Linked DNA regions of Ovis aries: region 2 is linked to region 1. The links are chromatin contacts, called in public Hi-C maps. All regions are on one chromosome and are shown on one strand. The core of a region is the stretch at or near the end of the contact, and the rest is flanking DNA. Distances in the headings are between cores, read along the strand shown. Region 1 holds the start of HEXD (hexosaminidase D). Region 2 overlaps LOC132657438 (a long non-coding RNA gene).

Region 1 (5,045 bases), core at 1,413-3,912:
AATTCATCAAAGTAAAAACAGATGCATTTTGAACACACTGAATTCCATGTTAACATGCTGCTCTTTCCTGAATCACCTTGGCACTGCGTACCTTCAAATCTTCGGTGACTGTCATAATCCTCAGAGCAGGGCACCTCGATGAACCTGCCTGGCAGGATCTCACTGCGGTGAGCCAGGACCTCAGTGATGCCTTCATCACCCCCTAGGCTGCCCCAGAACAGGCAGGCGGCGAGCACAGTGCAGGACCCCAGGACAGCGGCTCTCAACCACTTCTTGCGCACATCCCGAGGCACCCGGATACTCTTGGTGCTGAGAACAGAAAACAGCTGTGGTCACCCGAAGGCAGCTGCGTGTGCTGAAAACGCAGACCACAATGACCAGAGACCCACCCACACTTAGTTACAGCCTCAAACGGTTCCCACACTGGTCATCATCAGAGCTACTCTCCATCAATCCAGAGGCACTTGCCAGCATACAAGAACATGGTGGGGAATATGCCCCTCTCCCCATATGACCAGACAGGGCTGACTATGCCCCTGGGGACAAGACGAACTGCCAGTCGCAGTCCCTCCCAGCCTGGCCATGTCCGTGGAGAACCATCTGGGAGATCCTGACAGAGCCTGTGACATCAGTCACATTGCCTGCATCCAAAAATGACTGACACAACCCCATGCATTGGCCCTAGGGTACACACTCACACACAAAGTGAACTAAGGTAGTGAAAGTCGCTCAGTCGTGTCCATCTCTTTCAACCCCATGGACTATACAGTCCATGGAATTCTCCAGGCCACAATACTGGAGTGAGTAGCCTTTCCCTTCTCCAGGGGGTTTTCCCAACACAGGGATCGAATGCAAGTCTCCCACATTGCAGGCGGATTCTTTACCAGCTGAGCTACCAGGGTGAACTAAGGTAAACATGAACCAAACTCATTTCACTGAAACCACCAGCCAGCCAGGAAGGGAATGCAAGCACAACGGAAATGATTCAACACTAAGACACTTTCTGTACCACTGGGATTCACACTGCCTATGCAGAATTTGCAGGCATGTGTGCGTGTGCGTGTGTGTGCATACACACGTGTATCTATGTGTCTGGATGGTGTATACCCACTCAAATGTGTGTCTGTGTACATGTGTATGTGTTTTCTCATATGTGTAACTGAGCAGTCGTGTACTCTTGAGAAAAATGTGTAGGGCTTGAAGGACTGGCAGAAATAAGAAAAGCGATCCAGACATTCTTCCAAGAGGTGCACCTCGTGTCTTCAAGTCTATGATTAATTCCTGAAAAGCAGGGAGTTTGCCTTCTATTTTCATATGTCCCTCCACATTTCAAATTGCTATATATATAAAATCACACAGGCTTCCCTGCTGGCTCAGAGGGTAAAGAATCCGCCTGCAATGGAGGAGACCAGGGTTTGATCCCTGGGTTGGGAAGATCCCCTGGAGAAGGGATGGCTACCCACTCCAGTGTTCTTGCCTGGTGAATTCCATGGACAGAAAAGCTTGGAGGGTACAGTACATGGGGTTGCAAAGAGTCGGAGATGACTCAGCGACTAACACTTTCACACTTTTACTTTCTAACACACAAATTCCGATTAACTAAGTCTCAAGGTGGGCACAGCTGAGTCAGACCATATTGGGTGGATACATGCTCATTTTAAACAGGGAGCATAGATACCCAGGTCACAAAGACCCTCATCCTCACCCTTAGAACTGCTGTCTAGCCTCTAGCCCACCTGGTCTCCTCTAACTAGACAAGGGTGGGCCCCTAACTCCAGTGGGGCCAAAATTTCTCTTCCCCAGTAGGGCAGGGAGACTGCCAGCCCATCTCAGCAGCAGGGGCTGAAATCCTACTGTGGGCACAAAGCTGTTGACACCTTCGCCTCGGACACCCCGGGTGCTGAGACAGAAAGGGACAGAGAAGGAGGTAGAGTCAAGAGGGGAAAAAACAGCCTCCTGGACCAGATTTGGAAGCAATACTTCCCTGAGGTATCCTCAAAATAAGCACCTCTGTTCAGGGTAAGCTGGCCCAAATGCACACTGAGAATCTTGCCAAAACAGAAGTGGATTTGAAGCAAGGTCCATGGCCCATGGGGCAAGCACGACGAGAAAGTAATTTATCCTGAAGTGAATACACTCCGGCTCTGAAAGCTTTAGGCAGAATCCCCTCGAAGGCTACCTGATGAGATCATTTATTCATTCATCGGGTCCCCCAACGGAGAACCATATCGTGCACAGCCCTGAGAAAAGCACGCGGAGACCAGACGATGGGGACCTCTGAGTCCCAGTCCCCGTGCGTGGTCTCGGCACAAAGCTCTCGGCACAAAGCTCTCGGTACAAAGCCCTCGGTACACACTGCGGCGGAGGTCAAGGGTTTCCCGACCGGCAGCTCCGCCCGACCCCGCCCAACCCCTTCCTGCGCGGTCCGGGAGGGATTCTGCAGGCTACGCCCTCCAGACGACCACGCCCCTCTAGGCGCCCGATTCGCCCAACCACAAACCAGGCCCCTCGCGGCCAGGCCACACCCACACTGCAGTGCCTTTCCGGGAAAGGCCCTGCCTGCACCAGATCCACCTTTTTCTGACCGGGCCATGCCCACAGCCACACCACGCCACGCCCCTGTTAGGCCCCGCCCCTCGGCCAGGCCCCGCCCATACCACCGTTCGCGCGCTCCCGGCGCTATCTGGTACCTGCTCTGGCGCCGGCGCTCCGCCGCCCCGCTGCCCTCCGGGGCCTTGGGAGCACCCCTCCGCTGAGGTGCCATTAGCCACGCTGCCGCGAAGCTAGGCCGAATGCGGGAGCCGCCACAAGCCCGGGACGAGCGCTGCGAGAGGTAGCGCGAGGCCGGCGCAGCCGGGCACGCGAAGCGACACCCTCAGCCTTCAACCTCCGGACTGGTGACCAGGCCTGAGCAATCGGAGGTCGAGCGCCGAGCGGGGCAGGGCGGGGACCCGAGCGCGGACCTGGCTTGCTCCCCGCGGCGCACCTGCCTTGGCCGTACCCCGCCTCCCCTGACCTCCGGGGAACCTGACAAGCCTCCGAACCTTCTACTGAAGCGTGTCCTTGCCCCGCCGTGCGTGCTCTACCGGGGTCTCCAACTCCTCCTAGAGTCTGGAAGCCTTCTCCCCGCGGTGTCCAAGCCCTCCTCCCAGGGTCTCCGCACCCTCTCCTGTGGGATTTCCAACGCTCCTCTTCCTGGGCCCATGCCACACCTGAGGGCACTGGGTCCTGTTGGTGCTTTGTATCTGTGAGGCCTGCTGTTTAGTTTACAACATTCAATTTCCCGTCCAGTGGGCAAGAAGTAAGATCTTAACCAGTCCTGTCAAGATACCTAAGATTCTGAATGAGGGGAATTAGTGAGATTCATTCATAAGGATTAAGTCTGATGAAGGTGAGTAATTCATTGATACCGGGGGGGGGGGGGGGGAGTCTGGACTCATTGAATAAGAAAAGTGATCTGCCCAACAGTCCCCAAACTGGGGAAATCAGATGCCATCGCCTGGCAACTTACCTAGAAGTCCAAGAGACTGGGACAATTGCGGATCTACCTACCAGGTTGTCTGATAACAATAGTGACAATTGGCCCAAGTCTGAAATAATCATATATATATAGACCTCGTGCAGGAGGGAATCAAAGAACTACACACTTGAAAGAGGGAATACTGACTTCTCTGTATCCTTTCCATTTAGATTTTGCAGCAACTTACTTTGGTAAACAACTCTGAATGTGTCTGAAACAGGTAAGATGTCGGTGTTCATTCCTGCTGTAGGGCTATAGAAAAGTAAGATTTCTCTCTAAACACAAGGAAGCACACCCAGGACTAATACAGACTTCTCAGCTCAAAATTTTTTATTTTAACTCTATTCTCTGGAAAATACATTTGGGTTATAGTGGGAGAGGGGGTTGTTAGAGTTTTCTTTTTTATTATTTTTTCAAAATGTAAAGCAACTCAGCTTTGAAACATTTCAGTTTTTCAAAATGCTTTGTCTTAACTCATCCGCTTCTCAGATAGCAATTTAGGTAATTGCCTTAAGAACTTTGTCATTGAGATTGTTTTGAATATAATTTATTTTTTTCAATCAAACTGATTGATTTCTATGTGCGTTATGTTATTTTCTCTGCTATATTATAAAGTCCCTAAGGTCAGGGATTTATGAATCCTTGCACAGAATGAGTAGTTTGAATTGTGGAGCTGAATATATGACCAATATACAGAGATTTTCTTTCCTTTTCCTGTCTAATTCTATGTGTTTTATGCTTCATCCAGATACCTCCTCTAGTTTAACATAAACTAGTCAGCACTGATAAACTTGTGACTTACTTGTTTTTAAATTATCAATGGCCTATTTTAAATCCTAGACAGTTTTCTCTGACCTAGGATAAATTTTTACAGTTTCTCCCTCCCTGCAACCAAGCTGACTCAAACTCTAAAAATGCGAATTATTTTAAATACTGTTTAAAGTAGAATAAAATTGAGGATCAGTTTTCTACAGAAGCATCATATTGTGGGGCCTGAAAAATGTTTAAGAAATATTTGCCTGTTTTCACTGGCATAGTATATATAGGATAAGACAGTTTTTAAAACAGGCAATTATTTTGCAGTCATTTGTATTATTGTAGATTATAGCCATCTTATAAGGAAACCAGTGCTGTATGACAAGGGTCCTTGTATTTGAACGTGGAGACAGACATCTTGATACATTTCATGTTGGTGAAATGAGTTTCCTCCTAGTTCATATCAGAATTGAAACAGACATTGGAAGGACATAACCATTAATTTCTTCACTAGGAAGAAGTGCCCAGAAAAGAGATTTTTTAGTTATATGACCTCAAAAAATAGTGAGATGTCAGGTTCCTCACCATTTAAGATGCGACTAGTTCATCTGGACCTGAAAGGAGCCCCGCCAAAGGTCTGCTACCTCTCGGAGGTAAGAGCTCCCTTTCTTCTTTAGAGAATCACTTTGCCTTGGGTTTGGTTATGAAGTTGTGAACAGTGTTCTGTAGACACATTCTTGGAACACAACCATGGGTTCTGAGTTGAGGC
Region 2 (5,748 bases), core at 2,473-4,972, 100 kb before region 1:
GCCAGGCTTTGAGACATTCCTTTGCCTAGTTTCCTTAGGGGAGCCTGGAAAGCACACCTGTCCCCTGGGCGAGGGCATGACGGACCTGTAAGTCGCTGAGCCGTCCTGCAGAGGGCGACAACTGCACAGGTGTGGCAGGGTTTCCAGAGACAGGGAGGCTTTAGGATGAGGGTCTAAAAAAATCCACCGCGATCCACCGTGATACCCTGGGATCACGATACATTGGAAAGTCAAGATCACAGGGAAGAAATGTGGAGCTTGGCAACCTATTGCAAAAGCAGCAAGTTCCTCCTCCTCCTTCAAACACAGGTGACCAGAATCAGGGCAGCAGCTAGCCCGGCCCCTTTTTGCCATTTCCACCCTGTCTCTCCTGTTTCCTCCAGCAGTGGCTTGGAAGCCAAGCCTGGGGTGAGGGGGGCAGCAATGGCTTTAATTACTGAACGATTCTATTACCTCCTGCACCCCATTCCTGGGCCTCTCCATTTTGGTTTCCTAACATCTGGGCATTGCCCTTCCTTGTCTTCTTTGCTTGCAGCTTAGATCCGAGACCACATACATAGTTTAATAGCTTCTTTCTTAGCGGTTTTCCTAATTATAGTGAAAGTGAAAGTGGAGTTCTTCAGTGGTGTCTGACTCTTTGCCACCCCGTGGACGGTAGCCCGCCAGGCTCCTCTGTCCACGGGATTCTCCAGGCAAGAATACTGGAGTGGGTTGCCATTTCCTTCTCCAGGGGATTTTCCCAACCCAGGGATCGAACCCAGGTCTCCTGCATTGCAGGCAGACTGTTTATCCTCTGAGCCACCAGGGAAGCCCTAAGTTATAAGACTGTTGCAAAAGGGGAAACATCTTTTAAGACCCACAAGTCCTGTTTCCCCAAGCCATCGATATAAATGACTTTTAATCTTCGATTACTGAGAGAATGGCATTTAAATTGACAGAGAATTCCTGCGTCTGGGTCTGAGTATGTGAGTACATTTTAGCCCAAATGTCCTGAGAGTCCAACATCTAGAGTCTTGCTTTCCAAAAAAGAGCAGAATTTACAGCTTTAACCCAGGGCCGTGCGTGGGGTGGCACAACACATGTTTCCTCCTCCCCAGGCAGGCCCCATCCCACCACAGGGAAGCGTGTCACTCTGCTCCATTACTCGGCCTGTTTGTGAAGCTTGGATATAAAGAGATTGTGTTTTAAGGTGTGACCTCCACACACCAGGTCGATTCCCCAGCCCACTCCCAAGTCACTGCTATGGTGACCTCCTTTCTACTGCGGCATAGACAAGCTGGGGTACTGACGACTGTGCTTCTAGAAGCTGGAGTGTTCTGAGGACTTGCTCCTACAATTTCTCTTTCTGCAGAATCAGGAAAGAATGAAAAGGAATTGCCACCAAACCCCAAGAAGCAAAGTCCACCCAAAGAACACACACCGGCCACTGCCTCTACTGAGGTGTTTGAGAAACCACCTTTAAGAATCTCCAGCATCATGATTATGGCACATGCACCTTCTTAGCCCCTTCATGGATCACAGCCCTGTGGTGGTGAAGGGGCTTGTGTAACTCAGTGAAGCTGTGAGTCAGGCCACAGGGGGCCACCCAAGAGAGACAGGACATAGTGAAGGGTTCTGACAAAATTGGTCCACTGGAGGAGGAAATGGTAAGTCCTCCCAGTATTCTTGCCATGGGGACCCCATGAATGGTATGCAAAGGCAAAAAGATAGGATACCAGATGAGCGCCCCACCCCACCCCACCCCCAGATCAGAAGGTGTCCAATATGACACTGGGCAAGAGCAGGACGAGCAGAGGGCAATTACTAAGAGCTCCAGAAGGAATGAAGACACTGGGCCAAAGTGGAAACGACGCTCAGTCGTGGATGTGTCTGGTGGCGGCCGGAAAGCTGGGGCAGAGAGTGTCATTTTCAGGGCAAGAGGCCCAGGGTGTGAACCAGTCAACGCCAGACTCTGAACAGGCTGCAGAGATTTCTCCACAAGAGAGTGACCTTTGACTGAGGATTCAGGGCCTTGGATTCTGACAGGGCACCTTCTGTTTCTCCAGGTCTCAGGGGGCCTGACCCAGGCTAGAGTCCAGCTGAGGGGCCACACTCAGCCGTGGGGTCCATGAGCCCCACCAGTTCATGCCAGACTGCTATGAACTCGGCTGGTTTGAAGTTTCTCAGCACTGGCCTCGGACTGTTTCGGGGTTGGATGCCCTGTGGTAAGCACTGACATGTCATATGCGGCCTGGCACAGGATGAACCCCAGACAAGCATGACTGTTCCTGAGTGTTAGTACAAAGATGAGCTCCAGAACCCAATTTGGAAACGACCGCCCGCCACAGTATCACTTGCTCCCGGCATTGCAGGGAGTGTTCCTGGGCACTAATGCTGCCAGGACAGTCTGTTGAGACTGCAGAGAATCTCAGTTGTCACAGAGAGAGGTAGAACAGTCCTCAGGCTGGTGTCGCATCACACCTGGCTGGGTGACTTCGGGGCCACCCCTCCCCTCACCATTTTGCTGAAAGTTTTACTTTCGTTTTTGGTTCGAAGGATTCATTAACAAAAGAAACCAATCACTTGTCACACAACAAACAATTTCAACATTTACTAGCAGATTATTTGGCTTAATTTCAATATACAGCCATTAAAAGAAGAGACATAGAAACAATAGAGAAAAGTAACAGTACATACATCACCACATGGGGCCGACCAACTTCTAGACTTAGACAGAGCTGGAAAGTCCCTCGACCACAGCCATATGGATTCCCAACTGGGAAAAGGTCCCCATCATGCAGGTGAGACTTCAAATTGCAGTTTTGGAGGCTCCTGCATATAATCCCAGGATGCCAGCTGATATCATCATCTGTGGGTATGCAAAAATGCAGCTCTGGTTTTCTTTAGCTTTTACAATGTTGTTTGTTTCACCTTGTGAGTCACGAGATTTTCCGGACCCCAGGGATTGGCTAGAACTCCAGGGGCTCAAGAAAATCCAAGCCCCATTCCCTTTCTTATCCAAAGTGCCACTTGACTTGCTGGTAACAATTTGTGTGTTTGCAAGTAGGCACATAGTCCAGGCAAGATCAGAAGTCAGTCAGAGGCCTTCTCTCCAGCGGCTGAAACCTGAACAAGACTTCCTCCATTTTAATTTCCTAACACCGCCCCCTGCCCATTTGCTGTCAAACCCAGCTCAGTGACATAACACCCACACCCCTCCACCCTACTCACAGGCTTCTGCATGGCCTGGGTTTCCATCTGCAGGGGAAGGCTGGATGGGCCACCCCTTTGCCCTTCTTGATGCTTCTCTGTGTCTCTGCTTCACCCAGACTGTGGACATAGGCTACAGACCGGGTGAGAATGTTACCGCTGTGTGTTTATTATTTGCACAGTAGTTCATGTTCATTTTAGAAGCCTTGGAAAACGCAGATAAGCAGAAAATCCTTCCCCAGAGTGGCCTTGGCTAACATCTGGTTCTCAGTCCTCTAAGCTTGTGATTCCTGCCTTAGGGTCCAGCCCTCTGCACCTCAGGGTCCTGGGGTTATTAGTCAAGTCTTCTATTGACTTTAATTCACTAGATCTGCTGGAGGCAGGAGGGATCTAGGAACCAAGGTACCTGCTCCAAGGCCCTGGGAACAGACCCAACACAAGGGGCGCATGCAGGCACACTCAGACACTGCACACCCGCACTCACACACATGGCCAGCTCACACTCACAGCAGGTCTGTGGGGCTGGGGTGGCAGCAGAGCTGGACCGGGGATGGCTTCCACATGCCCCCAACCCCCCACACAGGGCTCTGCTGGGAGAGAGCAAAGGACCCTGAGGGTGCAGCACCCTGACTCCACAGATCACGGATTAGAGGCCAGACAGCTCAGAGTCGGGAGTGCTCAGGCGTTTTCAGGGACAGGCTCTTAGTTTTGGTTCTGATGAGAGCCAGGCCAGCACTGGGCTGGGGCTCCTTTCTGGAGGCTGCGGTTTGGGGTGGGGACACACAGGCCATGCAGCCTGAAGTCACCACCAGGGGGCGCCATTGGGAAACAGTGAGTGAGCACGAGAGGAGCAGGCCTGGGAGCAGAAGCTGCCGCCACAGGGCTGCGCCCCAGTGTCGTTGGGATCCCCAGAAACCTGAGGGGCCTGCACAGGCCAGTGGGGCAGGGCAAGGGCTCCTGGAAGCCCCCAGTTTCCATAATCCTTCACCACCCAAAGACTTATGGGTGTGATTCAGTCTTGTCTTCATGTGCTGGTTTTGTCTAGTTGTGGGTCTTTAAACAAAAGTGCAACGCACAGCAGGAACTGGGCACCTGAGCAGGGTCCTCGCCATATCTATGCTCCTGCTTCCAGGCGAGGTCCTCATTCGGCCAGGGGTGGGCATATTCTTCCCACATGGAGCTGGGAGCTGAGGCATTAGGTAAAGCAGGAGGCGTGTCTATGCCTCTGTTGGGCACTTTGTGTGCCTGTCAATGTCCCCTCAGGGCACAGCCCCCTGATATCCCCTCACAGAGTCCTCTCACGGTTCCCCTCAAGTTCCGCACATGGCTGTTCCCTTGATATTCTCCTCACGGCATCTCCTCAGGAGGTTCCCTCCTGGCTTCCCCGGATGACGTTTCCTTCCTCGCGGGGTCTCCTCCTTATCACCCCTCGTGGCGTCCCCTGAGCCTGTTCCCCTCGTAGTGTGCCCAGTGGTTTCCCCCATGGCGTCTCCTCACGAGGTTCCCTTCACGGCTGCCCTCATGGTGTCCTCTCGTGACATCCCCGGATGGCGTTTCCCTCATGGTGTCCCCTTGCGGCCTCCTCTCACGCTTCTCCCTTCGGAGTGTCTCCTCTTTGGGTCCCCTCATGATGGCCTTCGGGACGTGCCCTCATGGCGTCCCGCGCCGTGCGCAGCAGCGGGGTGGGCGGCGGTGACGAGAGCGGCCCTCGCGCGTCCCGCGGATCCTCCAGCGCAGGCGCGTCCGCAGCCCCCGGGCAGGGCCGTCACGGAGCGGAAGCGGAGCGCGTGCCACCTGCGCCTGCGGCCCGGGGCTGGCCCTCCCGGCTCATTCTCCGAGCAAGCTTGGGTTTTCTCTGACCTCAAAACAAATAAACTAAACTGAAATAAATCTTAGAGATGGTTATTAACTGACAAATGTGTTATTCATGGAGCGCCTCAGCCATTCACTCAGATGAGAGCCGGTGAGGAGCCCGGTCTCCACGAGGGCAGGCGGCCAGGCACTGAGGCCGCTTTGCTATGGTTTGCCCAGAACGTTTAATCCTCAGCATTTTGTCCTAGCCTCCTAGGAGGTGTGTTTTGAAGGAGATGCTATTTTTATGGGGTGGTGAGAGAAAAAGGAAAGTCTCCCAGCAGCGTCCCAGGTTTGCGCCTGTGGTGTCTGGCGTGTTTGAGTGAAGGTCTGGGGCTGAGGGCTCCATGTCTGCGGGGCCGCCTCTCCGTTTCACAGGTGGGGCCAGGGTGGGAGGTTTCGCCGAATCAGCATCACTCAGGCCTTTAGGATCAAAGACTTTCCTTAATCCGTGCACGCCAGAAGCGTGAATCCTAAGTCCCCTCGGTGGCCTGGTAGGCAAGGGCGGGGTAGCTGGACCCAGGTCACAGGCTTCAGTCCCCCTCTGTGCCTCACGGGAACCAGGGGAGCCCCAGCCTGGCTCACAGGGCAGCATCCGTTCCTGCAGGTGGGGGCAGGGGACACGGGAGACCTGAAACCAGGGTGGAAGGTGCGCCTCCCCCAGCCCCTGTGCACTGGGGAGGCAGCGGGCGCGAGTCAGAGGGCATC

The links. A called contact is a pair of places that touch in the nucleus more often than the background predicts.
Region 2: a contact with region 1 is called in a Hi-C map of hypothalamus, with 2.2 times the contacts expected there. The contact joins the enhancer-like site here to the promoter of HEXD in region 1. A contact is called at or near these places in 3 of 16 Hi-C or Micro-C datasets (hypothalamus, liver and skin fibroblasts).

The regions. Positions count from the first base shown.
Region 1 is chr11:49,829,944-49,834,988 of ARS-UI_Ramb_v3.0, reverse strand. HEXD (hexosaminidase D) reads left to right here and starts at 2,662. Exons shown (of 13, transcript XM_042256217.1): 1 at 2,662-3,391; 2 at 3,691-3,740; 3 at 4,795-4,929. The coding sequence starts at 3,726. It overlaps OGFOD3 (2-oxoglutarate and iron dependent oxygenase domain containing 3), which reads right to left and starts at 2,896. Exons shown (of 9, transcript XM_027974314.2): 1 at 2,691-2,896; 2 at 92-309. The coding sequence starts at 2,764.
Region 2 is chr11:49,930,730-49,936,477 of ARS-UI_Ramb_v3.0, reverse strand. All of the region lies in intron 1 of LOC132657438 (a long non-coding RNA gene), which reads left to right. Among named protein-coding and RNA genes, the nearest start is that of UTS2R, 71 kb to the right of the region's middle. Within about 2 kb of position 3,722, at least 3 of the 54 cell types and tissues checked have an H3K27ac peak or open chromatin away from gene starts, as enhancers often do. A contact at or near this core is called in hypothalamus, where this site is marked.